2 separate regions of the Anser cygnoides genome follow, and region 1 is linked to region 2. The links are chromatin contacts, called in public Hi-C maps. All regions are on one chromosome and are shown on one strand. The core of a region is the stretch at or near the end of the contact, and the rest is flanking DNA. Distances in the headings are between cores, read along the strand shown. Region 1 overlaps FAM13A (family with sequence similarity 13 member A). Region 2 holds the start of LOC106046091 (probable E3 ubiquitin-protein ligase HERC3).

Region 1 (5,679 bases), core at 583-3,082, 42 kb before region 2:
GCTTTTGCCTACTCAACTCCTAACGTACCTTTCCAACCTAATTCATAAAGGTAGGCCTTTAGGGGTCCCAGCACTTACTGGACAAAACAGATGACAAGGGTTTCTCCCACACCACGCAGTAAAATAATCCTACCAGCAGAAATAAAACCAGCCTCCAAGCAGAGGGTTAACACACAAATGTGGATTTCATGCGTCTTTCTTTTCCTCTGACCTAATGAGGCTGGAGAGCTTGTAAACACCGCTTACACTCACACACTCCCTCACTCTCCTGCATGACTCCTCTGAGAAAGGCGGCAATGGTAAAAGCAGCCAACTCACCTTGTATTGGAACAACATTTCTGTTTGAATGAAAAACGAGGACTCAGCTAAGCCTACCTGCCTAACTTGTAGACTTACCAGCAGAAGAACAACACAAGAGAGAGGCAGTTTGAGAAACCCGTTATTACGGATATTGTTTGTCCTTCCCCAAGCCTTAACACAGAGGAGTCTGAAGCTTCTTTAAGAAGACGCTGCTTAGAAACAAAATTTAAGACAAAAGAAAAACATGCCAACCCCCAAACCACCCTACTCTCCGTGAGATATACTGGTGCAAAAAGACAGAGCATGTACCGCAACTAATACACTGTCCTGTGGGTCACAAATGACACCCCAGCCCAGTACCATCTGCCAAGGACCAGAGGGCAGGGGGGATATATCCATTCAAAGCAAGCAAGAACCAGCTTGCATTTAAAAAGGGAAGAAAAAAAAAAAGGGTGGGGGAAATCACAGCTTTTCAAAAAGGAGATCACTATTTCATCCTGAATTTCCACCATAGCCTCAATGCAAGGAACACCAAAGGTTTAAACTGAACAAAAAGGGGGGGGGGGGGGGGGGGGGGGGGGCAATAAAAGCAAACTACGAGTATTTGCTGCGAGGGCAGTGCTGTGAAGTTGGAGGGGAAACAACGAAAAAGCCCACCAAACTCATTTTGTTCAGTAGATCAGAAAACTCAAAGCTAAAGTCTCTCCCTGCTAAACCCCACAAAATACTGGCAGCATCAGGCTGAGACTGCATCATCTGCATCTATGATTCTTACTATTATTTTTCCCCCAAAATGCTCTGATCCCTTCCTTTATAAAAATAAAGCCAAGCCCATTGCTTTCTTCCTCTGTACCCAAGTGCCTGTGCCTCTCCCACACACGTCAAGCCAAGCTGAAGCCCTCATAGTGATCGATGGCTTGCACCAGCCGGGCGCTGAGAATCTCCTTGCTGCTGTACTTGGGCAAGTCCAGGAGATTGTAGCAGGTGTGCGCCACGGGCAGGTACTGCTCCCCGCTGGCTGTGGACTGGATGACGATGCGAAGGCTTGACATGCCGTAGATGGGAATGCGGTCGCTGCCTGTCAGGAACACTAGGAGAAGCAGAGAGAAGGCAGGCTGGTTAGGACAGGCACCCTCACACTTGTACGGCTGTGATACGATGCCCCTTGTGCCTTCTCATCTCCATGCTGAACTCTTCTAGCTCTCTCAGCTTTTATTTCCAAAGCTTTTTCCTGGAAGCATGTGCCAATACATAAGAAATCTGCAGTCAGTGGAGCTGCACCAGCAAAGAATTTGGCCACATGTTGCTGGGTTTGCTGGAAGCAATGCTCTAAAGAAAGACAGCAACTGCTTCAGGTCTGGCCAAGTAAGGGGATGGTGACTGCCAGCTCAGCAAAACTGCCACACGGAGATTTAATACTTCTTGGAGCTAGATTCTTTTAGGACACTTAAATCTGAATAATCCTTCAATAAAACAGCGCTTTCCTCAGCATGCCTCCATCTCTGTGCTTGACACCAACTGTTTCCAAACAGATACACATTAGTGGGTACAAGATCAGGAAACAAAACCAGTCCAAAAATAAAGATTGGCTCTTTTCAGTGCTTTCCCAGGTTGCCCTTGGGACACAATATTCCCTCAACATGATGCCCCAAGGGAGCAACAGTTGCCAGCTGCAGCAACAAACTCTGAACCACCTGCCCTTAAAACCACGTATTTCTCCTCCTCTTCCCTTTTATTGCCAAACAAAGTGACATCTACCCCCCAGTGACATTGATTCGTCAATTTCAGATGACAGCCTGCACCACTGCAAAATACTTACAGAGAAATTTCTTCTTCTTTTCCAAGGGAAATGCATGAAACGTTTCCCAAAACATCCTCACGGTTGGGTGTGTCGCAGTGTAGTCTCCCTTATAGACGGCACTCTATTAGAAAAACAAAAAGTCACATAATTTCATCTAGCACTAGAACGCAAGGACTAAGTAGGAACACGACCTGATCTCTTCTAGTATCTCAGACTGACGTCTGACAGCTAAGAAATGGAGTGCAGGATGTGCCATAGGCAACAGCATGGCTCAAAGACACAGGAAAGTGTTCTTGCTACAGGTGAAAGGCCAGTATTTAGGCTTCTAGGTATTCAGCTAATTAGAGGTGTAACGAGGAACCCTGGTGTACCTGATCACGGGCTGGACTCGCGGACAGGATCATGTGTTCTGCACTGTGAGGCCATTTCTACTGCTAAGGCTGAGACAAAACAAATATTTGCTGATCTGCACGTGTTTTGAGAGGATACAACTCTTGCGTTCTGTCCAGACTTCCCTTTGAACACTTGGCTGTGTACTTTTTGCCCTTGTTAGTTCTATTGTAAATGAAGATTCTGATTTTGTCTCTTTCTTTCAATCTTAGGCTTCATCCCTACGAAAAAAAGATAGAAGTCCTCCTCCCCTCTTCTTTTTCATCCCCAATTTCCTCCACGAGCTTTATCAGTAGCAGGATAGTGAAGTAAGAGAGTAACTTTTCATGTGAATAATTGCAAGATGTACAAGAAACATATAAAAACATCCGTAGCTTACTACACCTCTTGACCCAACCTAGTGCCCACCTCTTGCAGCTGCCCAATCCTAGTACTCGTAAAAAAAAGAAGAAAAACATGACAAGAGGGAAGCTTTACCTCCTCCAGTTCCTCCCAGTTGTAGTTACTGTTTCCAACTATCATGGCCCTGAGCTCTGTGGGCTGGAAGAGTTCCAGGACCTTCCCACCACATACTTTCAGGAAACCAGTGGAAAAAGCTGTGTACCACTCATGGATGGAGAGGTTGAAGATGTAATTTACATAGGCTTCAACAAATTCTTCCCTAGGGCATTGAGAGAGAGCAGGTAAAGAAAAGCACTTTTATTCATACGCCTGAGTGGCAGCACTGCTAGTTTTGCTGCTTCTGCCTGTAACGTTTCTTGCAAATACGAGTCTTCAACAGGTTCACCCCACTGCCCGCCTCCCGCTGAGATGACTCACTGCAACATGGACAAAGTCACCAGGTGGCACGTACCACTACGTGTGCGCTTAACCAGTGCAGCGGAACCTGCCTCTCTGCTGAGGTTGAGTTACACAAGTAGCAGGATTCGGTTACCGGAGAACCACAACTGACCCAGCAATTGCAGCCCCATGTTTAGGATGTCCAGGAAATTATCTACAGCTCTTCTCAGTCCGTATGTGTACGGTGTTACTGAGCAGGGGACACTCTGCAAAGAACCCTGATAACCAAGCCGAGAGCAAGCACTTAGCTGTGGAGTGGGAACCAAACCACACAGCAGGCGATCAGAAAGCTATCACTTCCAAAACGGAGAGCCTCCCAGAGGCCTAGCTAGGTATGCTGTGATTTTTCAGAGGCAGGTGCTCGTCACTCAGTCCCCAGTGAGTCCCACGGGTGGTTCAGCACTTTCAAAACCAACGCTGTAGACTGAGGAGATCCTATTCAGAGAAGTCTTGATCTGAAACCGCACGGCCCATTACCTTCCTCCTTAAAGAACTCCCCTCGCTACAGAGCAAGAAAACAGTCTTAGAAAGCATGGACATCTCTGCTTCAGCCTTCATAGTCTGGTTAAATAAATGTAGGACTTGTGCCTTTGGAGTGCAAGGCAAGGAGAACGACCTCTCCCAGAATGACAACCCTGTTTTACTTCAGAGGTTCCCAAGAAAAACATTAAAATAAAAACAACATTCTGCAGCCATTGCTAAGAAACATGCGGCAGGCCCTGGCCAAACTCTGTCTCTGGATTTTGTTAGGAAGTTAAGCATCTTTATTCTGTTTTCTCTTTGTTTGTCTTGAAGGATCACGATCTGAGTGCAACCCTAGAATTTTACTTGTGCAATGACTCGAAATATTTCCTTTTTTCTTTTTTTTTTTTTAAACACCTGACCATAATGCACCAAACAATGTGGCAAACTGGGACATGAAACTAGTCTCTGGGTGGAGCAGTTGTTTTTTTGCCTGACGTTTAAGAGGCGCTCACACTTGAACTCAGAAGCTAAGCAGACCAGGGAAGCAACGGAATCCAATATCTCAATCACTAGCAGAGGACACCAAAACTGAAAAAAGCATTATGACCTTTTGGTGGAGAAATTCTCAGTGCACATGCTATGTAAAAGCAGCAAAGGCTAGGTGAGAAATTAAAAAACAAAAAGAAGGCTGACAAATATGAAAACCTGGAATAAGAAATCACACAGCAAAGGGGCATTTTCCAGTGTGTTTGTTTTATTGTCATTTTGCTGATAATCACGTGAGCATTACAGAAATCCAAGCTGATTAAGCACTTAACTGTTGCTTAATACCTCCTTGGCTGTTACGGTCACGAACTCTTTACCAAAAACATTGTATGTTGCAATGCCCAAATAAACTCCAAAGGAGAAAGTGAAAATGCAAGCATTTCCTACTTGGTATTTTTCAGTCAAAGCAATCCTGTGCATTTCTTCAGTTAACAGTGAACCTTCCCTCAAGTAGGAAGGGCGATGCCCAAAGACACGCACGCAGCACACTACTGAGGCCAGCAGGGCAGCAATTTCGTCCCTGACCTCTAAACATAGCAGCGGAGGAAGTCATTAAGCACTGTAAGGTGGATGAATTGACAGCCATGTCTAGACTTGGATTTAGAGGTTAGCTTGAGTTCAAAACTCTGGTCAAGACAAAGCCACTGCATTCTGGAATGCGTTAAGCTGGCGCAGCCACAGACCAGCCTTTCTCCTTACGGATTTGCTTCTCTTGTCTTTCCTGACTTAGTATGTAAGGAGCTAACCTGGATGCTCTTCCCAAACTTTTGCTCTAGCTAAGCCTTTGATCCTCCCACTAGGCCAATACGGCACACCGTGGTAAGAAAAGACCTTTTTCTTGTGAATGCATGGGCCTAGCCAAAAATAAAAAAGACTATCACTGGCATTTACATCTTTACTTCACTCTCTCAAAGTCTCCTGTATTGCCCATCTCCTCTTGGGTTTGCACGGAGGTAGCTATCTAGCTGTAAAATTGTACCTTTTGCAGCAGCAAAGTAGCTAAAAAGGTAATACAGACAAAGCTTTTGTTACGGCAATGGCTGTAGACACAATCAGAACCATTTTAAATAATCCAATTAATGGGAAATTACTTCATCTCCAGACTTGCCAGCAAGGTCTTCAAACAATCTTAGCACAAGCCCCTAACCATGCTGCTGACTAATCACTGGATCACATTGTTTTGCCAGCAGAGAAAGAATTTGAATGCTGTTTCAAGTAATAAAGGCATCTGAAGAAATCCAATTATAGGATTATAAGAAGAAAACAGTTTAGCAGCTGGAAAACAAAAAAAAAAGGGGGGGAGGAAAATGGTATCTGTACTAACTGCAGCTAGCTAG
Region 2 (6,139 bases), core at 1,626-4,125:
TCCTACACCAGGAATAGGAATGCCGTGGGACGCAGTAATACTGAAGTCATGCACGTGCTTATGCTTCAAATGACACAACTGCTATATTTATAGGGAACTTCATGTTCCGCCTAAAAAAAAAAATAAACACCGCAAAAAACAGCATAAGCAACTTCCTGCAGGTGACAACACAAAGGCACAGAAGCATTTCAAGCCTGACACCTGAAACAACAAAAAAATCTGAGGCTACCATTTCTCTCATCCTGGGGAACCACCTTATTGCAAAGGTGCTTCACAATGAGAGCAACCCTGAAGATCCACAGATCGCCCTCCTTGCTGCTCTAAGCGGACGTTGCCTCTGAAAAGCTGAAAAGACTTCAGCGCTCTACAACCTGAACTACAGTGACATTGTACAACATGAGTTAAATATTAATTTAGGATACCTTTCTAAAAAGGTTTCTGAACAGTCTGCTCCCCGTGGGTCACAGTCTTCTTTCCAGATGCTAATTTCATTTAAAATGCTAAAAATACTTTAATTAATTTCCTTGTGTTAATATTCCACACAAGCAGTTTCAGTACTGGGCAGGGGGTGTGCGTGCAATTAGCAAATGATGTTTTTTCCCATTGTTAAGACATAACTTGAAGTAGGAAGAGGTCAGACTCCCAGTGATTCATATGAATTACTAGGGTGACATCTCAAAGAAGCTCAGAACCCATTCATGCTAGCTGTCAGATTTTCTGAAGCACCTAAAATCTAACAATCCCTAGAACAGACAATGAGGTGTGCCAGAAACTGTGGAAAATCTGACCTTAAATGGATTTTTGATTAGTTCTGCAAACATGTCCTTTTGAGTCCCACCCTCCCACCCTCTGAACATTTTGCTGATAAATCCGTGTGCAGCTCTATTCCAGGCAGCACTTTCCACTCAAAGAGTGAAAACCAACATAGCCACTTTCCATTTGAGCACACAGACACAGCCGGCTATTTCCCAATGGCCTGGTATGCTGTGTTTTTATCTTACTTATTTTGAAAACATAACACATCTCTAAAACCACAATTGTTTTAATGTGCTGTTGTGCCCTGTGCTGTCACCCCACCACCACCACTACAGCATGCAAAGCTGCTGCAAGCCTTAATACATCGTGTGTTCGAGCAGGAGCTGTGTCCAGAAAGACAGAGCTTTGAACAAAGATTCACGCTTCATTTCCCATTCTGGTCAAGGCAGTTATTCCTCTGACATCAGCGGAAGAACAAAATAGCCATCCTACACCGCAAACTCCTTCTACATATCCTCCTTATACTAAAATGAGTATATAAAAAGCTTCTACGGCAAGTAGGCTATAACGTAGACATGCACATATACACACAAAAGTGGATAAAATTCATATTCGCTTACCTGAGTTTTCAATGTTATTCCTAGTACTCAGCTGGATACATCTTAAAGATAAAAATCCAGCTTTTTATAGGGCAAGCCCTTAGGAAAAGGTCTTTAAAATGCATCAGTTAGGGCATTACAATTCCTGACCCTTTTTAAAATTGGATTGTGAAGAGATAAGGAGTCAACCGCTGCACCTATTCCCGCTCTTCACTGGTCACAGCACAGCCAGCTTTGTATGCATGTTTTAGAGATAAGAACGGATGCAATGCAGCAGGACTGCTCATTTGCAGACTCCCTGTATGTAACCACAAAAAAAAGGGGGGGGAGGGAACGTTCCCAACATCCTCATTCCAGGAACAACTCACCCCTGAATCACTGAAGGATGTGCACAGCACTGCTAGAGCCAAGGAGACGCGGTACAGCGGGGAGTTTTTTGAGGAGAACTGCTGTGATTGGGAGATCTTCGCTATAATAAGACTCGCTATAATAAGACTCAGCTGACATGCTTAAGCATACATCCTTTGGTGAGGAACCAACCCTGGTGGCTGAGAGGATTATTGGAAAATAATAACAGCGCACGTAAGATCATGACAGGAGATGTTTTATTTTGCTCCTTTTTTAATGACATGTAGTCTCTTCACATGCTCATATGAACACATGCATAAGCTATAGCCGTGACAGTGTGTGTAAGATCGTGACAGGAGACCAGAAGATGGTTTTTGTCCTTTTTTCTAACAGCTGTCATGACATAGGCAGGTTCTTCACGTGCTCACATGAACACACACACAAGCTGCAGCCATGACAGCGACTGCACGCTTCCTGGGAGAGCCAGTTAGGTAAATACCGTGCTCACAACAAGCACCGCTCGGCACAGAGCGATCCCTAAACAAAGAGGCCTGCCAGCTGGCAAGGCGGGCACGAGCAGCCTTTTCCCTTCCCCGTCGTTTCCGAGATTTCAGCTCCCTTTTCCAGCAGCCCCACAACGAAGGGGCGTACCGCTCCCTTCTGTCACCGAGCCCGCTTTCTTCTCCCTTTTTGCCCCAGCCCAGCGCAGGCCCCAGAGCATGAAGCAGCGAGGTGCGACGACGAAGGAGTTAAACCGCAGGCCCTCGGCCCCCCCCGGTGCCCACCTCAGGGCCGGCTGCGCCCCCCGGGCGCGGCACCCCCCGGGCAGCCGCCCCCGACGGTGAAGCAGCCGCGCTGACGAGCCCCCAGCCCTGCCCGGCCGCCCTCCCCTCCGCCCGGGCCGGCTGCGGGAGCCCCGAGGGGCCCGGCTGGGCGGCCCCACGCGCGGCCCCGCTCCCCCGCCAGGGCCGGGCCCCGAGGGGCGCCCCCCGCGCCGCGCCGCGGCCCCCGCCCGCTCACCTGCCGCCAGCCCCGCCGCTGCCGCCGCGGCGACGAGGAAGTCCGGCCCCTTCCCCCGCCGGGAGGGGCGGCGCGGGGCTGCCAATGGCCGGCAGCGCTACGGCGGCGGCGGGCGGGGCGGCGGGCGGCTCCGCCGGGGCCGGGCTGCTCGGGGCTGGGCCTGGTCCCTTCCCTCAGCGTGGGTACGGCCCCGGCCCCAGCTGAGGGGAGCGAGTATTTCGCGAGTGAGCCGCTCCGCACAAAGGTGTCGAGGGGACAAGGACACCTTCATCTAGATAGGTTGTCCAAAGCCCCAACCAGCCTGGCCTTGGGCACCTCCAGGGATGGGGCATCCACAGCTTCTCTGGGCAGCCTGTGCCGGTGCGTCAGCACCCTCTGAGAGAAGAATTTCTTCCTTATATGTAACCATTCCCCCATGTCCTATCACTACACTCCCCAGAGCTGAACGCAGCACTCCAGGTGGGGTCTCACAAGGGCAGAGCAGAGGGGGACAGTCCCCTCCCTCGCCCTGCTGGCCATGCTGCTTTTGGTGCAGCCCAGGATGCAGTTGGCTTTCTGGGCTGCAAGCACTCACTGCTAGATCATGTTGAGCTTCTCATCAACCTACACCCCCAGGTTCTTCTCCTCAGGACTGTTCTCAATCCATTCTCCTCCCAATCTCTATTTGTGCTTGGGATTGCCCAGATTCAGGTACAGGACTTTGCACTTGGCCTTGTTAAACCTCGAGAGGTTTGCCCAGGCCCACTTCTCAAGCCTGTCCAGGTCCCATCCCTTCCCTCCAGCATTTCAACCACACCATGCAGCTTGGTGCCATCAGCAAACTTGCTGACGGTGCACTTGATCCCGCTGTCCATGTCACCAACGGAGATGCTAAACAGCGCTGGTCCCAATACTGACCCCTGAGGAACACCACTCATCACTGATCTCCACCTGGACATTGAGCTGTTGACAGCAACTCTTTGAATGCGACTATCCAGCCAAATCCTCACCCACCAAGTGGTCCATCCATCAAATCCGTCTCTCTCCAACTTAGAGACAAGGATACCGTGGGGGACAGTGTCATATGCTTTGCACAAGTCCAGGTAGATGATGTCAGTTGCTCTTCCCCTATCCACCAGTGCTGTAACCCTGTCATAGAAGGCCACCAGATTTGTCAGGAATGATCTGCCCTTAGTGAAGCCATGTTGGCTGTCACCAATCACCTTTTTATTTTCCATGTGCCCTAGCATAGTTTTCAGGAGGATCTGCTCCATGATCTTGCCAGGCACAGAGGTGAGACTGACTGACCTGTAGTTCCCCAGGTCTTGCTTTTTTCCCTTTTTTAAAAAGGGGGGTTATGTTTCCCTTTTTCCAGCCACTGCAAATTTCACTGGACTGCCACAGCTTCTCACATATGATGGACAGTGGCTTAGCAACTGCATCTGCCAGTTCCTTCAGGACCCGCAGATGCATCCCATCAGATCCCATGGACTTGTGCAACTTCAGGTTCTTTAGCCGGTCTTGAATCTGATATTCTCCTACAGTGGGCAGTTCTTCATTCTTCCAGTCCCGGCCTTTGCCTCCTGGGGCCTGGGCCATGTGGCTGGAACTCTTGTCAGTGACGACTGAGGCAAAATAGTCATTAAGTACCTCAGCCTTCTTCATATCCCCAGTGACTAGGTTTCCCGCTTTCTTCCGAAGAGGGCCCACAATTTCTCTAGTCTTCCTTTTATCACCGATATACCTATAGAAACCTTTCTTGTTGCCCTTGATGTGCCTGGACAAATTTAATTCTCAAAGGGCCTTGGCTTTCCTAACCTGAGCCCTGGCTGCTCAGACAATGTCTCTGTATCCCTCCCAGGTTATCTGTCCTTGCTTCCACTCTCTGTAGGTCTTCATTCTCATTTTTCAAAATGACAGTCAGTATTTGAGCAAACCATGTAAAGATCTTTGCAAGGATGCATCAGACACAAAAGGCCAGTGTTTGTATACTTAGTATGCACTCTGTCACTTATCAGATACAAATTCACTTTCTGTATTTGCATGGGTCATGCATGTTGAGCATGAAAAGAGTTACTTGCTATTGTACAATTGCACCTATGACATAATAGCTTCTACTTACTGTGTTACAAGCAGCTTCTAGAATAAGTGTAGAGGAAAAAAATGTTTGTTTCATTTGTTTTTATTTCTTTTGTCATTTGGAGATATCTGTAAAAAGTCCCTTAACACTCATTTTCCTCTGTTTGTCTCTGAGCAATCAAGGAGGGGAAGACATCAAATAAATAATAATAATAATAATAATAATAATAAGAGGAAATGAAGCCCAGAATTTGTCCAAGGGGTCAGGAATCTGTTGCTCAAACCTATTGCTAATTGGCCACATTTCGAGTTCACAGCGAACTTTCAAGGCTGGTCTTTCATAAACGTGTAAAATAGTAAAAACGCCAAAGTAAATTGGTTTCACGCACTTTACTGAGCACAGCTCCCTCTGGAGGCTACTCCCAAGGTTTATTTCTTCGTGCTAGCTCAGGTTTGATTGCACCATGAATTTACCTCATCTGTTGTTTTTCAGGTGGAATCAGAGAGGCAAGGGGGGGAACTACATCTCTCTGCTGGCTAGCGAGTGGAAAAATCCCTCTGTGTGGCCATTAGTCTCTGTGTTGCTCTGGAAGCAATGAACTCTTCTGTATTTTTTCTTTTCAGCCCTTTCTGTGTCAGGAAAGAGACTTTTTTCAGAGAAGCTCAGAGGATTAGCCAGGGATAGCTGCCCATGCTGGCTGCCACGAGCTAAGGTGAGGCCTTGCTAGCCCCCGTGGAAGTGGCATTTCTGCGTGGTGTCTGCTCTGCAGCAAATCCAGCACGAAGGCATCCCTAACACTCTTCACCAAGGCTACCCACTTTGTTTCTCGTGGCTTACAAGCTGCCTGGGTGCCCAAGTCATCCCAGATCCACACTGACTGCATCAGCTGCTCTACAGGGCTCTGGCACATCTCTACAGGTGATGTTCAGATCAGAAGAACAGTCTAAAAAAATCCTGCTGCAGGTTGAATATACTTTTGATACCTGTGTAAAGCCTTTTAAACTCATAGCTGGGTATCAGACTCACTCACATTGTATTTCTTTGCATATTTTATAATAAGCACTGCTTGAAAAAACGAAACATAGACACAGCTTAGAGCTCGAAGTCATTTCAGAATATGACAGTGTTCTACTCTGCTTCTTTGAAAGGTCTTTCTAAATTTTTTTTATTTTTTATTTTTATAAAAGCAGGGCTTATTTGAGGACAAATCAAAGATAGCCTTGAAAGTTATTCTGGGATTTAATCTCCCATGTGCTGTTGCATCATACATGATAAGGAAATTCCTTCAGGCTCTAAATAAGCCTATTATCATTTAATCTCTGATGGGTTATTTGGAAATCCAAACAATATATCTTTT

What was found. Hi-C and Micro-C count contacts between places; a contact is called where the count stands out from the background.
Region 1: a Hi-C map of liver shows a contact between it and region 2, with 4 times the contacts expected there. The contact joins the enhancer-like site here to the promoter of LOC106046091 in region 2. A contact is called at or near these places in 2 of 7 Hi-C or Micro-C datasets (both in liver).

What each region holds. Positions count from the first base shown.
Region 1 is chr4:68,882,869-68,888,547 of Taihu_goose_T2T_genome, reverse strand. FAM13A (family with sequence similarity 13 member A) reads left to right here. Exons shown (of 21, transcript XM_048052161.2): 21 at 1-875. It overlaps LOC106046091 (probable E3 ubiquitin-protein ligase HERC3), which reads right to left. Exons shown (of 25, transcript XM_066996351.1): 23 at 2,969-3,152; 24 at 2,120-2,222; 25 at 1-1,390. The coding sequence ends at 1,182. Among named protein-coding and RNA genes, the nearest start is that of MBOAT4, 83 kb to the right of the region's middle. Within about 2 kb of position 1,832, at least 2 of the 3 cell types and tissues checked have open chromatin away from gene starts, as enhancers often do. A contact at or near this core is called in liver, where this site is marked.
Region 2 is chr4:68,841,530-68,847,668 of Taihu_goose_T2T_genome, reverse strand. LOC106046091 (probable E3 ubiquitin-protein ligase HERC3) reads right to left here and starts at 2,875. Exons shown (of 25, transcript XM_066996351.1): 1 at 2,724-2,875.